2 separate regions of the Ovis aries genome follow, and region 2 is linked to region 1. A link is a contact called in public Hi-C data. All regions are on one chromosome and are shown on one strand. Each heading gives the region's core, a stretch centred on a gene start, on an enhancer-like site or on the middle of the called end of the contact. The rest is flanking DNA. Distances are from core to core; before and after follow the strand shown.

Region 1 (7,706 bases), core at 2,916-5,415:
GTTCAGACTTGGAACATGGAGGATGACTTTCCAGCGAGGCCAGAGCCTAGATTCATAATTCAGTCACTTCAGGGGATCTCATTGCTTGCCTAGCGTAATCGTTGGGGCTCTTGGCTCAGACCAGGATGGGCATTGTGTGTCCAGCTGCTGCCAGCAGAGGGCAGCAGTACGCTGTGTGTGTTCAATTTGCATTCCAGATTAGCAAATCCCCATGCACTGACAAAGAGGGAAAGTGGGTGTCCCAGGACGACTCTTGCTGCTTTTCTCTGGGTGATAACACTGGCCCCACGCCACTGCACACACAGACCTTTTCACATTATGTTGGACTTGGGCTCATCCAAAATAGAGAAATGAATACACAACCAGGAGCTGCCATCACAGACAAGAAGTAACTTTAATTAAATATTGTGAAAGTTGAAAAGTTTTTACAGCTTGAATGTTTGCAAAAAAAAAAAAAAAATTATAACAATCTCTACAGTAGTTAGGTTCTCTAACGATTGAACTGTACAGTGTGTGTCTATTCCAAAAGTCTGATAGGAAGGTGAAAGGTTAGATTTAGAGATGACTTCGTTAAGCTGCATCCTAGTACAATGTGAGGCCAGGGTGTGTTATGCAATCCAGTCATCCAGAAGCTGTATTTTTCCCCCCAAACTGAAATCCTAGTTGAATTCTCTATTTTTGTTTTCTTCTTAAAGCCATATTCTGTATTTAGGGGAACATCTTTTATTTGTAAAAGTTCCATGTAGAAGAGAGAGGGTCAGAGGGCCAGAATGTCATTTCATCTAATCAGTGTAAATAGAGGCAATGAAACACAAATTATACACATTTTAAAGGCTCTTTGGACTTTCAAGAAAAGTTCTAACCACTACAATGGCTGACAATGGGTGGCGTCTGTCACCAGGGTCTGAGCCGGACACCTCACCGGCTGACCCGGAGTCCTTCACAAACAGTTAAGGGGCTCACCAGACAAAATATGGCTTTAAATTGTACACATCTTCAGGCCAGCGCTTACCACACAAATTCAGACAACCTTTCTGAGTACCGAGAAGCAATGTGTCCACTTTGCTTACATTTTCCAGTTTTATTATTATTATTTATCATTATTATTTCTCACCAAGAAAAATCAGCTTTCTTCCCCTCCCTTCCCTCCCGCAACACCCCTCCCCCACCCGTCCCAACCCATAAAAATCGCACTCTGACAGTCTAGTGAAAACCATTGCAAAATCCATATGGGGGCATGCACAGTTGCAGCATTGTTGTAAATTTTCTTGATCTACTAGAAAAAGTTACATTATCTTAAGGTAACAAAACAGTTCTTTTGTGCTTTTCGATTTCTTTGTTTTTTTTTTTTCTTTTTTTTTCTTTTTTTCTTAGAATGTTAGTGATGACTGACAGTTCTGGTGCACAGTTACAATGTACAAGTGAAATGAATATGATTTGCATTGTTAAGGCATCCAATCTGCTGGTTTATATTTATGTGAAAGACAGAGGAAATATACAAGCAGACTTAGGAAAGAAAGTATGTTCATTGATTTCTATGAAGTTTCTCCCTGGAATTTAATGCACAAAATGCGTCACTCCAAAGGGAGAGGTTCCATGCATATTAATAGAGTAAAACAGCATTAGGGTTTTCTTCTGTAAGCTTCCAAAGCAAAGGATACATTTTTTTAAATCTACGGAACTAAATGCTACAAGAATAATACGCTACTATTTTTTGCCATAAATTGGAGAAAACTTCTTAACTTACAAATAATACAAAAATAGACAATGGCTTTTGGGTGAAAATTTAAAAAAAATGAAGCATGGTTTAAAACAATACTAAAAATAACTATAAATGAAATGTTTAAAAATCACATTGAAACAGCTAACTATAGGTGACCAAACAAATACGCACTTTTCACATAGCAAACATACACAATAAAATAAACTGGGAGTCAGAGGAAAAGGAGGAAGGGGAAAGCAATGTACAAATTCCAAAGATAAATACATTATTTATATGGATATCTTACAAAATCCCCTTTAAAACAAAAAGCCTTTTAATTAATTTTGCAAGTATGTGCAAGCTAAAGGTAGTGAGCTTTTTTTTTCCTTTGCAAAATATGCAGTAAAATCTTTTTTATGATATTGAAAAACCATCTTAAGACATTAAAATGTATAAATAGAACAACAACTTTGGCAAAAAATCACAAAAAATCTACAGTATTTATAACTACATACAAAAACACAACAGCAAAGAAAAAAATCTCAGGCAAATGCATCCTCGGAGCTTTGCTGCCTCTTCACCATTACCTTCTATTGTAAGAACACTTCCCAGATAATGAGAGCAATAATTCCCATCGAACAGAAAACTGTGTTTTGAGGTCTCAACCTTCTTCTCCTTTCTCCCAGTTTCCTTTCATTCTTGATTCCAAAGCACTTAACCCGTTGTTTCAATCTACTATGTTACAAATAGTAAGGGTCGACCAATAGAGGCGCTATCTCGAATGGGAAATCTGAAAGATCTGCTGTGTTGGAGGACTGGGATGAAGTCAGCATTTAGGATGAGTAAATTTTAACCTTGTAAATGGTGGCATGTTACTGGGATTTTGACTTGATAACTAACTGGAGGGAATAGTTTGGAATTCTGTGCCTGACCCTGTTCCATGCAGTCTTCAAAGGAGATTCTCACACAGTGTGTATGCCTCCAAGCTCTCGAGAGGCCATCGGCTTCATAAGAAGTTGACATAAGCAAAAGAGAGAGTGCTATCAGGTTTAAATATGCAGTTTTAACATCTGTCTAGAGGCACTGGATTTTGAGTAGAAGGGGAAAACGTGATCACTCACATCACTGGTTAACTTTCCAGGCTGCATTTATTTACACAGTTACTTAAGACAACAATACGAAAGGGAGAAATAAGCTTGCACTGCTGAAGGGTGGCATGTTAAGTCAGATACTGGAAATGCACTGTCCGAGTAACTACCACTTGATATGCTTTAAGGCGCAGAAGCCGACCCTTAGTTTCCTAAAAAATCTAACTGGCATTCCTATTCTGTCCCATACAAGCTTTTTTTTTTTTTTTCTTTTTTTTTAAACTTTTCTGTAAATATCACCACTTCATTCTCCTTTTACACAGCTTTAAAAACATCATAAATTAAAACATGGAGTCTTATTTATAGTGTCCCTTGTATACAGCTTTACGGTTTATAAAAGACAAGTGATTGCAGAGTTAAGCTTAAAAAAAAAAGAGAGAGAGAAAGAAAAAGTGGATTTGCTTTTATCAACACAGAATAAATATATCCCCCCAAGGAGGCGGGAGGTACAACTGTAACCAACACCCTGCGTTAGCAGATCCCTTCCAATTTCAGTATTTGCAAGGTCGGCGATATTGTTTGTTTAAAAATCTGCAGTTATTGTGATTCCTCTTAAAAAGGCCTGAGTTAAAAGTTCCACTCTGGGACTTGTATCACATTACTCTCTGTAGCAGAATCCAACCTCTTCATTAATAAAATTCTTCAAGGCAATTCTTTCACATGGGAGGAACAATCATGCCAGATATTGCTGTGAAAGAGAAGACAAGAGTCAGTGGCTTTTGTGTCCAAACTTCCTACTGAAAGAGAAAAAAGATGAGGGGAAAAAACACCCACATTACCACTATGTTCGTTGAACATTAGCCACAAATGAGCTTTCTCATCTTCCCTGGAAGGAATTTTTAATTACAAAATATGCATGTACTTCATTAAGAATGTAGTGTCATCAGTGAGTGTATGTGTCTTTAACAGACGATCCTAAACGTCCCTCCAAATCTGATTTCAATTTTAAGACATAACTGGCAAGTCAGAGTTTGAATACTGCTGGGAAAGTTAGAGCCCCATCACTTGCAAAAGAGTGGGAATTTTCAGTTTGTCACTCTTTTTTCCCCTTGCTTTCACTTCCAAAATATAAAATGAAAAACTGGTCCACCACAACAGCCAGCAATTGCGACAAAAAACCATGGCTCTGCCCGTGTCCTGTATTAGCATGAGAGCTGAGCACTGAGGACTGGAGTGGCGATTTGGGTGCCTTCACTTCAGTCCTCAGGCCTGGGGTGAGAAGCAGCCAGCTCCAGGAGATGTCATTCCCTGGGGGATGAGGAGGGAGGGTGTCCCCTATACCTCTGCTGCAGTCAAGGTTTCTGCAATGGTCTGACCATGTCTCTAGAAAACTTCAGCCTAGGAAAGCTGAAGGAGATCCTAGGCAAAGGGAAAGCTGTATAGGAGAATTAAACATCTTGGAAAGCATTGTTGGGAGGCCTCACACAGTTGTACTAAAAGAGCATGGAATCCCACAGGCCTACATTCCACTTTTCCGTTTGCTGAGTAAGTCCCCCAGAGGTGCTTGCTTGCTTGCGTGCTCAGTTGTGTCTGACTCTGCGACCCCATGGACTATAGCCCACCAGGCTCCACTGTCCATGGGATTTTCCTGGCAAGAAAATACAGGAGTGGGTTGCCACTTCCTTTTCCACCCAGAGTTGTATCCGTGAACCTCTCTGCCTCCTCGGCTAGGAATGGGGTATATTTGCTAGGGCAGTGATACTGTTAAGAGTTGTGGGAAATTTAAATGTTAACAACCAATATGAAGTGCTTAGTTCTGATAAGCTCCTGCTGCTGCTGCTGCTAAGTCGCTTCAGTCGTGTCTGACTCTGTGCGACCCCATGGACTGCAGCCTACCAGGCTCCTCCATCCATGGGATTTTCCAGGCAAGAGTACTGGAGTGGGTTGCCATTGCCTTCTCCGGATAAGCTCCTAGTGAAGACCTAATAGAGTTAGGCTCCTATTAACTTCTGCTGCTAAATTAGCTGTGTGACCTAGTGCAAACTGCTGAACTTTTCTGGGCTGTGTTTCGTTATATCAACTAGGTACTGTCCAACATGGAACACTTCACTTGATGGGTATAAGGAATAAAGGGACAAGTGCAGAGTTCAGGATGGCAACTTTGAACTAGGTGGACATGAGAGCAGTGCTTACATTAGAAGCAAGAGGCAGCCATCTTTGGCTCTCAGCGATGGCTTAGCATCCTGTCAGATGGAGAAAGGAAGTCATTGCTTTCTTTTTGTTGGCAATTCTAAATTTAAATTAATGTCCTTGTCAGTGGTGACTGCATCTAGGAAGTGACCCTCTAAATTTCCCAGCTCTCATGTCTGCAAGAATGGGCTTTTTTTAAGAGAGCCCCAAAGCCTTCAGTAGACACGGGAAGGCCAGGTGAGGCTCTGAGTGCTGTGGGCCCCACAAGCCTCTGCTTCCCCTCCCCAACCCCCTGAAATTTTCGATTCAATTTTTAAAAAAGCATTTTGCCAAACACTTTTTCCGTTAATTTTTAAACCCATCTGTATTCACAAGGAAATTTAATCCACATGTTTCTGATTCATTTACACGTAAATCATCCAAATGTTGTTTTGCAAGAGCCATTCTGCAGTCCAAAAGCTCCTAGAGTCTTTTTTGTAAGTCCTCATAAGCCATTTTTCTTAGAAACAGGAAGTGTCTCTTGCCAAATGCAGGCCAATTTAAACTCCCAACAATTTGGGATCCATTGGAAATGCAGTGCGCCCCTAAGATGCAACTGAGCCCTAGATTGCAACTGATACAGGAAGCTGGGTATTTCAATCCAAGCCTTGAGAATTCAAGATGCTGTAGCTCCAAAGGCAAGGAGGATGGACTGGGAAAGAGGGTCTTTGCAAAGTGAGAGCTCAGCGTGGTACTGCCTCCCTAAGGATCTTTTCTTCCAGGCTGAAGGTAGGTCCAGGCACCTCTACTAAAAGGCAGACCTTCCCAAGGGAGTGCTAAGACCTCTGGCAAAAGAAGTGACTTATGCCTTCCACCAAAATCTAGTCTGTGTGCCCAGCAGTCTCTTAGAGCAGAGCCTGCTCACCAGGGAGTTTCCATATGATACAAAGCAAAAGGGAAAATGGACAAAATTCCTGCTAATTTGGGTCGGTGGACCCAGTCAAAATTTATCAATGGGGCCTTAAAAACATCAGGTTTTAAAAAAAATTCTAGATGACCAGAATTAAAAACAAAAACAAAAACCTACCCAGTGTTCTGATACCCGAATAATGTGTTAAATCAGTAAGATGAAACTTTGATTACAGCCACATTAAAAGCTATAAAGCAAAGCTAACTAACATGCTGCCAGTCCAGAGCTAACAGTGTTTCTTAATCTGGGACACAGGGGTTAAAAATTCCAGCACGTCAAGAGCCCAGGCTGGCATCCTAAGTGAGCCAGGTTCCCGCTGTGGGGCCTGAGGTGGCTCAGCCAGAGTCAGGCCTTCTGTAGCGTGAGTGGCACTCACTGCTGCCACGTGAGAATGCCTACACATAGCTACCACATGTTCTGAACTACTTCCAGAGAAGGTGGAGAGGTGGATTCTCTAAAACATAAAATAGCCCAGTTTATATGTGTTAGCAAAAAGTTAAAATCAAAGCCAAATAAACAAACATACAGTCTGGGGGTGTCTAGGGGTGACTGTGGTCTGTCCCCACTTCCCTCCCTCTCCTTCATTGGTCCTCAGACTCCTCTGTGGGTCTAATGGAAGCCAGGGAACCTCTGTCCAAGAAGGCGGCTCAGAGATGCTTACACCCAGAATTTTGCACGTAACATCAGGGGGTTACTGCTCCCCAAATCTCTTCCATCACTTCCTAAACTCCAGATGCAGAACCCTTATTGATGAGTGAATTTTGGGCAAAGAGTCCTGTTTGTGGCCTCTGGGTTTAGGCACTCTAAAGAGGCCTTTTAATAAAGAAACCTCATTGCATGACTGCGGGGAAGCTCCCGGGATGTTAGGAGCTGTTTTTCTTGTGTCTGTGCCGTAATCCTCAAGATTATTTATGTGGGTGAGATGGATGGGTGTTTGAGGCTTAGAATGTTCCAGAAATGCTGCTGGCATACGGACTTGCCCAAGTGGGGCTCATGAAGATTTCCATGAGGACACAATACCCCCACACTCTCAGAGAGTAACGTGTGCCAGGGCATCACAAGACTGAAGTGGCTCTGCCATCCCCCTGGCAGCTGGGTGATCATGTTCTCTGACAGAAGCTCAAGAAAACTACTGGCTTCAGTGGCAATGCAATTTTTGATTGGATAAGAACAAAGACAAAATGCAAAGTTTTGCCGAGCTGGGAGAAATCTGGAATGAAAGGGTGGAATGTGAACTTCCTCAAACCACCACATGTGTAAGGATGCGGAGCTAATCGGGAACAGGACGAGGGGACGAGCTTGCACAAACTCAACATGAGCATCAAGCAGAAGACAATTCCAGGAGATGCGCTACCTGACTGTGGAGAGCTGGGTGGGGCCGGCCAGCCTGCGCTCCAGCGAGGTGGGGAAAGGGGAGAAAAGTAGTACTATGTGGGTATGATTTCTGTGAAATGACTCTGGCCTTTTGTTTTTAATTCTTCACTTCGGAGACTGTCTGGAACATAGGGTTTAAAATCCCCACCTTGGGGGCAGGTCCAGTGACATGGTGACAGCATTCTGGGGGCTGCCTATCTCTGAATGAAATCCTTTGAGGCCCACAATTAGATAGAATCCATGCTTCAAGGGCCCAGCTTTGGGAGAAGGGAAAGCATGTCTCCAGGACTGTAACTGAGTATATAAGGTAACTCAAGTCTTGGCCTCTGAAAACAGACACACTTGAGGAGTCTAAGATCAGGACTGACCAATGACATTTGATAACAATGGAAGGAGATGTCTC
Region 2 (7,706 bases), core at 1,762-4,261, 410 kb after region 1:
ACAACCACCTTGTCTGCCCCCCAAAACGCCCAGTGGGCTCCCTACACGCCCCCTCAGGCTCCTCGGGCCCACCAGGCGATGGGACCAGAGTGCCAGCAACTGTCCCGTCCTCCCCGCCGAGAACCGGCGCGCCCCCGGAATTTGACGAAGAGGTGTGAAAGTTTTGTTTGGGTTTTGCACAAGAGATAAAACGCTGTACGCATTTATTCCGACTGGACTCCGCTGCGTAGGGGAGTAAGAAAAGAAGCGGTGGCTGAGGGGAACCCGATCGCGGCATAGAGACGGCCGCTGACAACTTAGAGGGTGGGATGGGAGTTGGTTCCCGCCACCCCCTCGAGTCTCCCGTGGGCAGGAGAGAATGGAGGGGAATATGCTCAGCTCCTCGCTGCAGCAGCCATCCTCCGGGAAACCTTATGTGCCCCCGGGACAGCCGCGGATGCCCGGCATCGGGAAGCTGCATGTCCCCCCCACCCCCCCAAGGAAAGCATGTGGAGGAAAAGGACCTGCGGGTGGAACTCAGAGCCGTCAGGGGTGGTCGCTGTGGGAAAGGGAATTGATTTTTTTAAAGACCTGTCCTGACAAAGTTTTACTGTTCGCAGAAATCCTCACACGCTTTCCAGAAATCCTATGAACAAGGGCTGACGGCTGAGCGCGCCCTCCCGGGGGTTGGAGCCTGGGGCGCCTGGGGCGCCAGGGGCTCAGTGAGGCCACTGACAGCTCGACCTGCCCGGACACAAGGGCTCGCGCACACACGCACGCGCCACACACAACAAACACACACACTTTCGCTTCTAGCCCGGTTACCCAACTCACTCTCACTACCAACCACCCCCATCCTTATTATCACTGGGGACGGGAACAGTGTTGTGGACACTTGTCCCCAGCCCGGAGAAGATGAGGATGATGTAATTAGTCATCTTCCTTCTTCCCCTTCCGCTCTTTCTGGGCGGGATAGAGTCTTGGGCCACCATATCTCCCACTCTCCCAAGCCCAAATGGTGGCCTGAAAAAAGGGGGGACCATTTCTCAGTTGGGACCAGGAGTCCCCAGAAAGGGCACAGAGGGTGCCCGGGGAAAGTTCCCCCAGGTCAGTCTCCTGGAGCAGTGCCTCCAGGCCATACAACCGAGCATCCCAGGAGCTGAGAGTGGCAGAGGGGCTTAGAAGGGGCCATAGTTACAGACTGTCGGGAAGACTTTCAGAAGATGTCAGAATTAAAGTTAGGAGTTGCTCTTCTCCGGGTGGACCAAGAAAAACTGAAAACTACAAAGAGGAAAGGAGCATCAGAGGAGAAATAAGATGATTCTAGGGGGAAATGTAAAGAGAAAAGGAGTTAAGAGAAGGGGAAAAGAGGAAAGAGGGAGAAAGTGAAGAAAGAAGAGGCAGGAAAGAAGGAAAAGAAGGAAGGAGAAGAAAGGGGGAAAGAAAGGAAGTGAAGAAAGGAAAGGAGGAAGAAAGAAAAGAAAGGGAGGAAGAGAGGGAGCAGGAAAGGAAGGAGAAGGAAAGAAAGTTTTCAAGTGAGAGAAAAGGGTAAAAAGAAAGAAAAAGAGGAGGAAGGAAAGGAAGAAAGAGGAAGAGAAAGCAAAGAAGAAGCAAAGAAATGAAAAAAGGCAAATAAATGACAGAAAAGCGGAAAAAAATGAAAGGAAAGAAAGAAAAGACAGCCGGCCAGAAAAGAAATAGCAATCACAGAAAAACACAGATATCCAACATCACGCTGGTGAGAGCCTCTTCTGGCTTAAAACAAAATGAAAACAGTCACAGACCAGGCAGGGTAAAGTGCCGGTAAATCGTGGGCTCCTCGCAGGCAGCTCCTGGCTCTTCGGCCGCAGGCAACCAAGACCTGGCGGCCGGGGAGCGCGGAGCCCCGGAGGCTAGCAGAGCCCAGCCGTAGACGCTAGAGCGCGGCTCGACCCCGCGGCGGCCACTGCCGCTACCGCCGCCCGGCTTTGCTGCTCGCGGCTTGCCTCCCCGGCCGCGGTCCCCCAGCGGTACCCACCTCTGCGCCGCCGTGTTGGCGTCCAGCACCCCGGCGCCCTGCATCCACGTCCGCACCGCGTTCATGCCGCTGCCCAGCGGCTCTTCCTTCATGCTGCTTCCACTCCGTTGGATGCTTTCCTGAATCCCAAACATGAAAACAACCTTTTCTTGTGGAAAATCTCCTCCCCCTTGAAAATTTGAAAAAAAAAAAAAAAAGGCAAAGAAAACGCCAGCCAGAGATTTTTTTTTTTTTTTTTTGAGTCGATGAACTCGCGCTAGATCAAGGCGGGCTGGAAAGCAAATTTTTAAAAAAATGTAAACCTTCTCTCAAAATTGAGCGATAACCCCCAAAAAGAGAGAGAGAGAGAGAGAGAGAGAAAAGGAAGGGAAAATCCAACAAAAAGACCAAAATAAAAAAAATAGAGATGTGTGCTTGGCTGTTGGGGGTTGTTTGGTTGGTTAATTTTTGGTTTGGGTGCTTTTTTTTGCTTTTTTTTTTTTTTTGCTTTTTTTTTTTTTTTTTTTTGTAATGATCACAGGCCGGTGAAGGACAGGAGGGGCTGGAGTTTCCTTTTGTAGAGGTACCGTTCACTTGAAGAAGCAGGAAGAAAAAAAAAAAAAAAAAAAAAACCCTGATGGCAATTTAAGAAACAATAGACTCAACTCGCGCTGCCGGCTTTGCTACTTCAAGTGTCATTTTCCACAACCAGGCAAGTTTTTCCTCTCTCTCTCTCTCTTTTTTTTTCCTCCTTCTCTCCCAACCAAAGATGTTTCTTTCCTTTCAGCGTGTATAGATGAGGAGGACGCTGGTTGCCGTAGACAGATACACCAGAGAGGGAGAGTAGGGTGGGGGGAAGGGGGAGGGGGTAGGGAAAGACAGAAAGAGGAAAGGAGAGGAGAGGAGAGGGAGAGAGAGAGAGAGGTGGACCCTGCTAGATAGAGATTCTGTTTTCTCCTTGCTAAAATAGAAGTGATTTGCAGGCTTTCCCTATGGAATCCAGTTTGACTCTCCCCAGAGCTAAACACAAGCACACTAACCCCAAAGGGAGGAGGCGGGGCCCGCGCCACAAGGGCCCGCCCCTTCATTTGCATAACGTCATCCTTCCGCCTCGCCGTAGCCAATCGCGGCCCCGGAGCCTCCGGGCTCTCAGCGCAGGGCCACGCTCCCTCATTAACATCCCTCACCGGGTGGCGCAGGGGAGCCGGCCAAAGTTATTTGCAAAGTGGCGAGCGAAGGATCGTTGAGTACCCGCGTCCGAGCTGCAGAGGAGCGGGGCTGAGCTGGGAAGTGCCGGGCAGAAGGGAGACAGAAGGAAGGGGAGGAGGATATTCTTCTCAGGGATTTGAGCTGGGGTCTGCATCCTGGCCATTGCAGTCCGCTTAGCATCCTCGCCGCGCTCTGAGCGCGCTCGAGGCGCACAGGCTTCGCCCTCCCAGGGTCGTGTCCTGCTCCGCTGTTCTGGGACGTCGGGGGCAAAAGTGGAGGAGACGGGAGAGCTCGGGCAGAGAAAGCAGGACGCGCATCCCAGGTGCCCACCTCTTCGCTTTGAGGAGGGGGTGGTGGGTTGGAAAAATGGGTGCGCGAGGTCGGCGCTGGGAGCTCGCGGAGGGCACTGCCTCCACGTTGGGAGAGAGGGGTGGACCCTGGGCCGGGGCAAGGGAAGCGCTGTGGATCCCCAGAGAGAGGTGGACCGGGCTTTGCCTCTAGTCAAGTCTCTGAAACACTTCTCGCTGGGCCGCTTGCCTGGAGACAGCCGGCGTTAGGCACTGGCCTCACGTGCTCACTTCTTTGGCGCATTCTGCGGGATGGATAGGTAAACGGTGGAACGAATGCTCTCACTGTAGATGTGCCAGGCTGCGTTTTAAAATTTTGCTGGCGTTCAATCCCCACCCTCTCATCTCCGCCCCCCAAATAGATTCTTCCCTTAGTGTAACTACCAAAGCAAAAACAACGTCTCTGATGAGTTACTTGGTGTAGGGTTTCTCTCTTCCTTGTTCTTTCTGTTAAAATTGGAGCTTGAACAAACCCTCCCCCAACTTCTGCCTCTGCGACCTGTCCAGAAAGAAAGATCTGGAGAAGGAGGGAATGAAGGGAGGGAAAGAGGGAAGAAGGAAGGGAAGAAGAAATGGTCCCCTACCTCAGATCTTTCAACATATATGGTTGTGGCTGGCAAAGGAAATAGCTAGATGTTTCTGGGTAATGCACCCCATCATTTTTTAGCAGGTTGTAACCTCTAATAAGCACATGGTGAACTTCTGTTTCATTGCTCTCAAAGGAACTCCCTGACTGCAGCCAAATCTGCTAAAGGCTCCTTCGGGGAAATTCTCTGCCAGAAATCCAGGTCCCCTTTCTGCCTGCCTTTCTTGGCCCTTTGATTTAGGAAGCTCATGGGGTCATTGATAGAAAAGTACATATGCCCATGTTGAATGGAATGGAGACAGGCAGAAGTTATGGTTTGTGCTCTTCACAGTGCAGGAAAGTGAGAGCCACTTCCAGACTAGTTGAAAGACTATTTCAGGCCTGAGGATACATGGCCACTGTCTTCAACACTGCTTTATCTCTTGTGCACAAAGCCTGCCCACTCTCATACCACTTAACTTGGACCACTTAATGTGCTGAGCTTTTTCCCTGGTACCATAACTAATGCCACTTCCTCCAAGATGCTCTTGAAGAGATCCATTTGACCCAGCAGGATCCCCACACCTTCTACCAGGCATTAAGTAGATGTTCCTGAGGGATATGTTGGTGGAAACACTGGAAGGATTATAGATCTGTGAAGAGGCAAAATGGAAGGCTGGACATCCATCTCTACAGTATTTAACTGTATAATTGAAACCTGGACTGCTGAAAACGTCTCAAAACTCCAAGTTTAGGCCCAAAGGGTATCTAGAGCCAACCCCTTCCCCTTCCTGGACCTCTCTGCCCACTCTGCCTTCTTTCCTGCCCTGCCTTCTCTAAAGGGATCCTTCAAAGAAGGGGGACCAGGATGCAGAGGCCACCCTCCCATCCAAGAGTCCCAGATAGCACTGGCAAAAGACAGAGATATCCCTCTCTTTAACTTCCTGAATCTCTATTTTATGCTCCAGTAAACGGTGTTCAGGACTCCAAGTGGAGTCTGGTGAGGTACAAACCCCAGTAATGAGGAACACACAATGAGGGATCAGATCACTGCCAAAGGTGACAGAGAAAGGAGAGACACAGCCACCACCCTGAGGACCAGGATCAGTGGAAGTAACTCAACAGATGGATTTCTAGAGCTGGGGTGGCGGGGGGGGGGGGGGGGGGGGGGGGGGGGGGGGGGTCAAGCAAATCTAGACACACTCTGCAAATGATGTGTTTGTGAAGGGGCCTGAAGCTGCCTCATCCAAAAGAGAAACTGGCCCAGAGAAATTCAGGCAGCCCAGTTCCTGCCTGAGAGCCAAGAATCTCCAGGAACTACATAAGAGGAAGACAACCTCCACATCTACCAGGCCTTGGGAGAAAAAAAGTACTAATAAAAGGAGACAGGAAAGTTGATATGACCAAGTTCATTTGTACAGAGGTAGTAGAGGTTTCATCTGGGATGGTGAGTGTGTTTTATTTTAATCAAGCACAGTGTATCTGGAGCTTTCCTTCTGAGTGTGCTTGTGCTTTCTCACTCAGTAATAACTGTTTAAGTAGGAAGGAAGCTAAAGAGAAGGTGGAAAAGAGACAAAGAGGGTGATAGAAAACTGGAAATGACACCCAGGCCAGCAGACTGGTAGCTTTTTGTAGCTTTCCTCTGGTGAATACTGAACTAGCCACTGGCAAGTTTAAACTTTGAAAAATGTCTTAAACGCTTTTCAGTCTTTCCTCACGTAAGGTTTGCACCACCTCCAAAAAGCAAAACGTGTGTGTATAGGGTAACTATATGTACTGAGGCCGTCTTCATCCTTTTTACATTGTAGCCACATCTCCAGTGGAGAGAAGAGACAAACTTGTGTGTATAGCGTTGCCAGGCTTTATAGTATATTTGTGGTATGACTTTAGGGTAATTTATAAGGCCAATCCCCAAACCCAGCTTATCAGCTTAATCAAAAGGGGGAAGGAGAAATTTTGTTAGAAATGCAGTTTTCCAGGCCATGTCCAGACCAACAGAATTAGGGAGAAAGAAAGTGAGGGATGAAGAAAATGTACATGAGGAAGATATACAGCAGATCGACTTTATATGTGGATGGAGCCGTTGGCAAGGTTTGATATTTCCTCTGGAGTTTCCCTCAGAGTTTCTTCCAAGGGATGGTTGGGTGGCAGAGGTCTACATCCTCCCTCTCAGTTGCTCCAAACAGTGAACAAGGCTGCTCAGCCCCCAGGCTCTCCCTGAGCTGGGGGCAACTCAGACCCAGTGAGCAAGCTCCCCTCCCCACCCCAAACTTTGATGCCTTCTCACTCTTGGCTACCCCAGACACTTCCGGGCACAGAGAGATCAATTCCATTTCCAAAAGAGCATCAGTGCCGTAGTAACTTCTGGGGAATGCAAACAGAAACACACCCGCTCCCCAAAAGGGCAGAGACAAGATAAACACAGCCGAACTAGGACTTGGGGGACATCACTGGGAAAGAGGGAATCTTCTCTGCTTGGCCGCCCCCAGGAGGCCAGACTTGGGACCTGTCACTTTGAAAATTCCCTCATTCAGTCCCTCTTATGAAGGTGCACGGCCCGGAGGGGCTGCCTGTCAGGGTAATGCCCCCTGCCTTTTGCTGCTAGCCTGATCCCACTCAGAGTGAACCGGGGGAAAGATGCCTCTTTAAATGCTGGGAAAGGTGGGGTGACGAAGGTCAAAGGTACCAAGTCGTGCCGCATGCAGCCGGCCCCAAAGGCGGTCCACCCTCAGCCTGGAGTCTCCGGCAGTCGCGCACGCAGAGGCCAAGGTTCCGCCGAAAGAGGGGAGGGTTGGGAGTAAGTAGGAGCCCGAGACCCTGGGAAAGTGAGGACCTGAGTGGTGCACGACTCCGCTCTGGCCCCAGAGCCGCAGCCAGAAGCCTGCAGGGTTGATCGCACGTGACCCTGCCCTCCTAAAGACCTCTACCCACTGCCCTAGGGGAATGCATGGGAGTAGGAGGCAGTGGTTTCAGTGGAAATCCGTCTGTCCTTCCTCCTCGTTCTCAGTGCTCTGGCAAGCGGCAAAGAGAAGGGGCCATTTCCCCAGACCGTGAACCCTGATTCCTACCCCTAGGGCTACAGAGAAAGCCCGGTTTGTTCACCCATTCCGGCTGACACTTCCAGACCCTGGTAGCATGCTTCACCGCACAGTACAGCCAGGGAAACTGAGGGACAGAGGGACAGAGGGACAAAGTCACCCACTGAGAACTAGGAGGTAGGAATCAGGCAAATAACACTGCTGAGACTCTGGCGTGGGAAGCTTAGTGGTCCTAGGAGGGGGGCTTGAGGCACGGGGTTTCAATAAACCTTTCCCAGGCGAGCCTGCTGACTCTCTTGGGTCCCCTGGGGCGCCCCCAGGTAAGAAGAGATCTCATTTGTTGAAGGTTTAATGGGTACAAACTCACTAAATTCCCACAACCGACAAAGAAGGTGGGTAAAATCACCTTTATTTTACAGGTGAGAAAACTGATGCTCTGTGATTTAAATGAAACAACTTGTCCAGGGCTGCGCTGCCGATAAAGCCGCTGAGTGGAAATTTCTCAGAGCCAGTACCCTGAAAATTGGATCCGAACCACTCACCCAGCGTCCTCGTTCATCTGCAGCGTTTGC

The links. Hi-C and Micro-C count contacts between places; a contact is called where the count stands out from the background.
Region 2: a Hi-C map of blood shows a contact between it and region 1, with 8 times the contacts expected there. The contact joins the promoter of EBF1 here to the enhancer-like site in region 1. A contact is called at or near these places in 15 of 16 Hi-C or Micro-C datasets (blood, hypothalamus, liver and 7 more).

Annotation. Positions count from the first base shown.
Region 1 is chr5:67,865,381-67,873,086 of ARS-UI_Ramb_v3.0, forward strand. EBF1 (EBF transcription factor 1) reads right to left here. Exons shown (of 16, transcript XM_012178874.5): 16 at 376-3,538. The coding sequence ends at 3,507. Among named protein-coding and RNA genes, the nearest start is that of EBF1, 410 kb to the right of the region's middle. Within about 2 kb of position 4,166, at least 2 of the 54 cell types and tissues checked have an H3K27ac peak or open chromatin away from gene starts, as enhancers often do.
Region 2 is chr5:68,272,511-68,280,216 of ARS-UI_Ramb_v3.0, forward strand. EBF1 (EBF transcription factor 1) reads right to left here and starts at 3,012. Exons shown (of 16, transcript XM_012178874.5): 1 at 1,997-3,012. The coding sequence starts at 2,130. It overlaps LOC121819668 (a long non-coding RNA gene), which reads left to right and starts at 3,186. Exons shown (of 3, transcript XR_009600725.1): 1 at 3,186-3,506.